2 separate regions of the Mus musculus genome follow, and region 2 is linked to region 1. A link is a contact called in public HiCAR-type data. All regions are on one chromosome and are shown on one strand. Each heading gives the region's core, a stretch centred on a gene start, on an enhancer-like site or on the middle of the called end of the contact. The rest is flanking DNA. Distances are from core to core; before and after follow the strand shown. Region 1 has its middle 89 kb from the start of Gm33782. Region 2 overlaps 4930459C07Rik (RIKEN cDNA 4930459C07 gene).

What was found. HiCAR-type assays count read pairs that join an accessible place to other places.
Region 2: a contact with region 1 is called in a HiCAR-type map of Th17 cells, with 2.3 times the contacts expected there. The contact joins two enhancer-like sites. A contact is called at or near these places in 3 of 484 Hi-C or Micro-C datasets (CD4 T cells and nephron progenitors), 4 of 115 datasets of contacts at active chromatin or transcription factors (CD8 T cells, Th17 cells, bone marrow-derived dendritic cells and 1 more) and 1 of 9 other capture datasets (embryonic stem cells).

The regions. Positions count from the first base shown.
Region 1 is chr10:96,396,662-96,400,491 of GRCm38.p6, reverse strand. No RefSeq gene overlaps it. Among named protein-coding and RNA genes, the nearest start is that of Gm33782, 89 kb to the right of the region's middle. Within about 2 kb of position 1,736, at least 102 of the 459 cell types and tissues checked have an H3K27ac peak or open chromatin away from gene starts, as enhancers often do. A contact at or near this core is called in CD8 T cells and Th17 cells, where this site is marked.
Region 2 is chr10:96,236,357-96,240,186 of GRCm38.p6, reverse strand. All of the region lies in intron 1 of 4930459C07Rik (RIKEN cDNA 4930459C07 gene), which reads right to left. All of the region lies in intron 2 of Gm40747 (a long non-coding RNA gene), which reads left to right. Among named protein-coding and RNA genes, the nearest start is that of 4930459C07Rik, 12 kb to the right of the region's middle. Within about 2 kb of position 1,701, at least 87 of the 459 cell types and tissues checked have an H3K27ac peak or open chromatin away from gene starts, as enhancers often do. A contact at or near this core is called in CD8 T cells and Th17 cells, where this site is marked.

The DNA of each region.
Region 1 (3,830 bases), core at 487-2,986:
ACACTGAGAATGTAATGCTCCCGCACATGCTCACAGATAGCACTTGGTCATGATGGTAACATCTGAGAATTTGTTACAGCTTTATTCTAGCTTTCCTTAAACAATAGTCATATCTGTTAGTTCATGGGAACAAAGCTTCCTGACCTCCACCCACACCCCTACAACTTCACATTATGCCCCAGTTGGTGGCCTTTATGTTCCTAGCAGGGACAGTGGTGGGTGTTTGTTTATTAAAGCATCTGTGATTGAGGCAGCAGGTGAGAATGTCTAATTCTAGTTGCAGCTGGCCTTGAATCCAATGCAGAGGGCAACCTCTGTTGGTGTATCAGTTAACCCAACAGGAAGGCAGAAGAAAGGAAGGGTAGGCACGGAGGCCATTTGTTCTGTTCAACTACCGCAGCTCTTCAGACAAGAGGAAGATGGCTAGTGCTTAAGATTTCTGTCCATCTGTTCCTTGGAAATGTTGTCATATATAAATGAAAGGACCACTCGGGTCTTCCCCTGCCTGTGACATTGGCACCAGGACACGCCCTCTGCACAATGGCTCTTGTTGAAGGCAGAGCCCCCAGGAAACCTGTCACCCCAAACAACTGTCACATTCTGTTGCGATCAGTCATAGAAAGAATGGCAGTGCCCTCCCCACCAGCACTGGGGATGGGTTGATGGTCACAAGACTGAAAAGACCTTGCCTTGTCTGCCAACAACAGGGGTCTGTGCAGCTGCCCGGCCCAGGCAGCTGGGGCTGCTGGAGGGTCTTCCCGCCCACTTCCTGTGTCTGGCTTTGATTTCTTGAAGGGCAGATGGTCTTACTCCAGTATCCTCCCGGTTAAGCCAGACAAAAACAAGTCCAAAGCTGCCCTTGCCTGTCTGTCGCTCCTCCGGCTTTGTGTCACCCTATTCTGAGGTATCTGCATCCAGGTCTTTCTGTTTTAGAAAGCTCTGGTAGGGAAGCAAAGACCAGGAGGCAAAATGTGTAGATAATAAAAGAGAACTCCAAATAATTTTTGCTTGGAAATAACATATTGGAAGGCAGGTCTTCTTTTGTTGCTATTTGTTCTTTTGAGGTAGGCTCTCCTGTGGCTCAGGCTAGCCTCAAACGTGCTCTGTAGCTAAGGATAACCTTGAATTTACAACCCTCCCATCTCCACCTCCTGCTTGTTGGGGATTACTGATCGGTGTCTCCATGCCCAGTGTATGAAACGCTAGGGATCCAGACTCACCTGAGTCTGGCCTGCGGGACTGGGGTGGGGCCTGAGCATTGGGAGTTTGAGGAGCTGCCCCAGTTACTCTAATCTGCAGCAGAGCTAGAGAATCTGATCCCAGCTAAGGGTTTTCAAAGTTGACTGAGCATCAAAAGCCATGAGGGGGAGACTAGGAAAGCTGAGAGCACTCAGTGCCCTTCCCACCTTGAAATTGAGTTGTGCTGGAGCCTGGGTATATGCAGTTTCCTCCCTCCCTCCCATCGTCCCTCTCTTGTTTCCCCCCTATTCTTCCCTCCCTCTTTCTCTTCCCTTCCAAGGATTTCATTGGTGTCTTTTATCGCTAATACGTTGTCTTGTTTTTCCTGGTAAATTTTTTTCATAGTTAACAACCACATCTGTTGGTGGCACGTAACATGATGGCTTGCTGTACGCACAGGTTGTGGAATGGCTCCATTGAGCTCCTTCACATGTGTGCTGTCTCAAGCTTGCCTTTCTCCTTTCTCACCAGCACCCGCCCACACCTTCAGTCCCTCCCTAAGCTGCGGTCCTAAGTCACATGCTGAACTGTCTGACTTCAGACTTCACCAGCCCCATTCCCTCAAGCTTGGTGCAATGCACGGCTGTTAACTAATTTGCATGTCTCTTTTTCACAGTAAAATCTAACTAGCTCCTTTAGAAAGAAAAAAAAAAACCAAAACCAACCAACAACAACAACAATACCATCTTTCTCTGGTTTTTCTGCATTATATGGCAGATGTTCAATTACTGGTTGTGCATTGAGTAAATCAGGGTTGGTTTTGACAGTGAAAGACAAGCACGCAGGAAAGGTCCAGCCATCTATGGCATCTGATCTAATAACAGCCCCGCATTTCAGAGCATTCGTCTAGAGGAGGAGTTTCTGTGTCTTGGGATGTGGTGGGAGGGCTGGCATGGCAAAGCACTCGTCAGAACACCAGAATAAAAAAGGCTTTATGCATAAGCAGATTGTATGACATTACATCAACAACTCTCCTTTTAAAACTGGCATTTAATGAGTATCTCTATCAATAAAGGCCTTTTAAGAGCTCTCCATAAAATGTTGTGAAAAACGAGAACGTTTAAAATCCAGGCCAACAATGAGCCCCATTCACACGGCTTCCTCACACGCTTTCTCCAGTGTCCTGGGCTCAAACAGCCTCACTTATTCTCCGCCGGCGAAGTTGGCACATGCTAACCATATTGATTGTCTGATTACAAATAGAGCCCGTGGCAATGAGGGCTTACAAGAGGAACCCATTTGTCCCTCTGGGTTATACATGGATGTCAGACTTAATACACGTTCAACCACAGAGCAATGGAACCAGGTAGGAAAGTGTGATTCCCAGGGAAATTAGACTCCTGGGGTGAACAATAACTTCGTTGTTTCACGGGAACCTTTCGGAGCCATTCCAAAGAGATGTTTAAACAAGGGTTTACTAATCCTTACTAATTTCTAAAGTAGCTACTCTCCAGGAAGAACGGGCTGTCTCTTGTTCTTCATTGATCGATAGAACATTTAACAGCAACAATGTGAGGTTATACAGCCAGAGCTCTTTTGGAGTCTAAAACCCAGAACTGGCAATGAGATATTTTGGCAGAGGGATAGAATTTGCATGGGAGTAGGGAGTCAGTTGCTTTTATTTCTGTGGCCTTCTGCTCAGATGACCACTGAAAGGCAGGTTTGTCCCTGTGATGCAGAAACCAGTCCCTGGAACGGTACCCTGGTGCTATCATTAACGATATCAGGGAAAACCTGATATGAGAGCTCCTTTGAGTTTCTGGTCAAAATGGTTTCACTGTAGCTCCGTGCCTCTCCACGCCTCTGTTTCCTACCATTGGGTTGGATTTTCCGATTTGAAAAATGTCAAGATACTTGGATGTTGACTTTTTAAATCTAGTCTATCACTGTGGAACTGCGTTCCACGCCACTGTTGGCAAATGACCAATGGGTTGGATGTGATCCAGTTAGAGTTTCTATAGGTTGTGCTTGGCTTTCCTTTTTAACAATCAAAGGTGGGGAGATACTCTGGAGGCGGGGGGGGGGGGGGAGCTCCAACCACTCAGAGGAGAAGGGGTTTGAGGGGAGGAACTATGTGTGTGTGTGGGGGGGGGACAGGGAGGAGGGGGCAGCAATAGGGATGTGAATAAGGTGAATAAACAAATTAATTAATGGGAAAAAGAAAAGCAAAATTTACTTAAAATAAAATTTATTGATTATGCAGTTGGAATTTAGAGCCCCGACTGTTGTCAAGCAGAAACAAGTCCCTGCAGGGGTCCACTGTGTATCTGTGGTTGATTTATTGGTTAGTTGATTCTTATATTAGCACCACTGCCTTCATAGCTCCCTCATCTGCACTGCATGAGAAAGCTGTAAAATGCAAGTAGAACTGTTCTCAGCCTTGTTGGGCCCATGCCTGATGTGGAAATGGAGGCCCATGGATCTTATGTCTAAATGTTAGAAGGTAAGTCTTGGGAGTCTCAGTTGGCCAAGTGCTCGCCGGGCAAGCACAAGGACCTGTGTCCAAACCTGAGCACAGTCATATGCACTTTGTTGAGGGGGGCGCAGATCCCTGGAGCTTGCTAGCCAGCCAGCCCAGTCGAACAGGTGGA
Region 2 (3,830 bases), core at 452-2,951, 160 kb after region 1:
CATCACCCTAGCCTTCATATCTGCCTGGTTCCTACAGAGTCATTCATTAGGATTGGTCCTGGACTCACTTCTAATACCAAGGTCTTCAGATGATCCACTCCTTTGCCAGACACTATGTCTCCATGTAACCAGTAGGAGCCTGTATGGAAATAAACACAGCCACCAATATGAGTCTTTCTGCCATGGTGAAATGAACCCTGAGTACTGAGCTACTTCTCCTTCAGCTTTGCCTCATCGTGAACAGACTGGAGGAGTTGAGACCTCCATTCTCTATCTTGTAAGCATAGTTTCAAGACAATGGCTTCCTCCAAAGGGGAGAGATGGGATGCTAGGACAGAGAAAGAAGGCATAGGGAAATGCAAAGTATTGATGCTATTCTGAACCTTGGGTTTGGGGTAGCTTCCTAGGAGAAGATTATTACTGCCTTTTGTAATGCATATGTATATATCTTATTTAGAATATATAACTTTGAATAAAATATAAATTAGAAATAATAAACAAAAACATTCTCAGTGCCAATTTTAAAAAAAATGCACAGGATCATTCAATTAATAATTTCTGTTCCCTTCACCTGGTCTCATTCTTACAATGACAGAAAAAGTACCTACCAAGCCCAAGCCAAGCCTCTCCCAGGGATTGCTGGGAATAAGTTCTGAGAGTTGGCAGATTTACTTAGAGCCCTTTCTTTGTGGTGGAAATGAACTGAAGCATCTTCCTTTAAGAGTTGGCCTTCCTTTTGTGAAAGCAAAGATGTGGGCAAATTTACAAAGAAGGCCATTTTCCTGCAGGTGCTTCCTACACACCGCAAAGGTCAAGAACGCAACTTAGTTCTTTTTCTAATATCCTAAGGGAACTAATGCAGTTCCTTGTACTTAGTAGGTGGACAACTAATTGCAAATCAATGTATGAATGAAGAAGTCTGGCCTCACAGTTTCCAGGAAAACTTGTAAATGTCACTCTTGAAATGGTAACATGATTCGCAACCTACTGAACGCTTCATAATGAACCACCCACAGACAGAGTTTAGTATGAATATCTCCTATGTTCCTCAAATCCTTTGTGACCTATGGACACAATTGTTAAATGTGAGTCATGATCTGGCCACGGCTCCCACACAATGGGTATTTTTAATGCTCCTGCATTTCCTGAAGTCAAGCTTTCAGGAAATGGTTTTTGCAATAATGACCTCACCCTCCCTGTATCCCCTTACCCCCACCACAGAATCCCAGAATAGCTGAACAGGTGTCCAAGTACCTAGAATTACCCAAGAAACTTCACAACCTACCTTCTGTTTTCTGTCAAAGTCACAAAGCTAACTTGTTCCTTAGAGCTCTAAAGGAATATGTCCATGAACCAGGCCTGCTCATATTTATGTGTTATTTATATCTAGATACAGTTTGTTCTTGATGCTGGCAGTATCTGCACAGAACTAAGCCAGTATAACAGTTAAAGTATAGGTTCCAGAATTCAACAGCCCATGGATCCAAATTACACAAGTGACATAAGTCTGTCACTGTGTATACGGCTTTAGGCAAATAATTTGGCCTTTCAGAGCCTCAACAGTCGCATCTGCAAAGTGGGAATATAGAAGCATTTCTTGGACTATGATGAAAAATCAGATAATAGAGCACATGTAAACCACTGGGCTCCTCTTCTGGCACACAGTAAGTGTGGAAGCTTGCCAGTTCTTACGGCTGTGTGGTTTCCCCATCTCTCAAGCCCTGTCATTCACTGGGACAATGTCAACCACATTGTGGTCACCGGGACTGCTTAGCATTCATGGGGGGGCAGGATGCCTTCAGAACCCTCAGCCCCAGTCCAGTCTGAGGAGCACTGTCTAACTACTCTTTTAGAATCAAAGCCCATAAGGAAGCCTACGTGTAAGAACTGAAGGAAGGTTATACTATCTGGGAACACTTCAGTTTCAAAGCAAGCAGAGACGTCCCCCCACATGAGTGGGAAGAGGGGCATTTGTAGTATGACCTAAGCCCCCTGGTAAAAGTCTTTATAGCATTAAACCATGTGGTAAAACTTAATTAGAAGGGATTATATTTTTCAGAGCTCTATTAACTTGGGAACCCAAAGGCAAAGAAGGTTATTAAATGGCCACCCGATTATGGGAAACAAAATCCTGCTAGTCAACCAGACCAGCTGACAAACTTCCCAAGGGCTTATCTGAGACCCTCCAAACAGCACAAGTAACTAACTACTAAGAGGCGAGATCTGACTCATCACAGTTGTCTTGGAAGTCAGACGGTAGTACCTTAGACATCAGGGCAGAGGTTGTGATTCATGCATCATGTCCTCAAGTCACCAACCATCAACTCAGTGGATGAGCACAAAGAAAGCTGTCCCAGAAGCCCCTAAGAATGACTTCACTACTCATTGTCACAGATCACAGAGTGCTATCCTCATGGCAAGGTTGAGAAACACGGCGGTAGTCATCATCTGGGCACTGGCAATCAGTGATCCACTAGTTGGCTCAGACTGAGGCAAAATTTTGGTGGGCATTTCATGAAAATAGACCCCTTGAGGTCTCCTGTTTCAGAAGATTGAGGATCAACAACAAAAGAACATCAATCCATACCTAAATGGCATTTCACAGCCCTCAAAATAATAAGCTGTCTACGTAGACTGCTGAGAGATGCTTCCAGCAGTTAACACTCACTGGCTGTCCCAGGAAGAGAACAATTCCTAAGGTCTCTCTATGAAGGGCAGCACTTTACATAAGAAATGGCCAGTGTATAATCTTACTTAGCTTTATTCTTCCTGGACCCAGTATCGGGAGCTACCTTTTGCCCTTACTTGGGGGAAATAAGAAATAAGGCAATTAATACTTCCATGAATAAACAAGGAGGATTAGTGCAAAGCACAAGTACCTCTCCAGTTTTCATGAGGATAACCTACTCTACATGACCACAAGCAGGGCGTATTAGACATCTGAGCATCATTTTCCTTACCCGCAAATCTTTTCTCGAAGAAATGTTTTGTGGGTTTCTTTGAATGGTTCCACTCTGACTCATTGTTCATTATTCCAAAACCAAGTTGGTCAAGACTTAGCAAGCTTGCTGCAAAGTACCCAATGTGGGTCACAATCTTGAATTTTTTAAGGGGAAAGGAAAACATGGGTGTGTAGTCAGTGCTGATTCTGTCTGTGGGCCATATCTGGTCATCTTCCAGGAGGAAAAAAAAAAAAAAAAAAAGCACTTGGAGACACAGAGAACACGTGGAGGCTGCCCTTTACATTAGAAGCCCCAAAGTCCCGACTTGTGATGTCTGAACATTGAAAGAGGCCTCAGAACCCTGCCTGATATAGCTGTCTCTTGTGAGACTATAACGGGGCCTAGCAAACACAGAAGTGGATGCTCACAGTCAACTATTGGAGGGATCACAGGGCCCCCAATGGAGGAGCTAGAGAAAGTACCCAAGGAACTAAAGGGATCTGCAACCCTATAGGTGGAACAACATTATGAACTAACCAGTACCCCGGAGCTCTTGACTCTAGCTGCATATGTATCAAAAGATGGCCTAGTCGGCCATCACTGGAAAGAGAGGCCCATTGGACTTGCAAACTTTATATGCCCCAGTACAGAGGAACGTCAGGGCCAAAAAGTGGGAGTGGGTGGATAGGGGAGTGGGGGGAGGGTATGGGGGACTTTGGGGATGGCATTGGAAATGTAAATGAGGAAAATGCCTAATTAAAAAAAAAGAAATAAAAAGCTTTTGATGAGAAAAAGAAAGAAAGAAAGAAAGAAAGAAAGAAAGAAAGAAAGGAAGGAAGGAAGGAAGGAAGGAAGGAAGGAAGGAAGGAAGGAAGAAAGAAAGAAAGA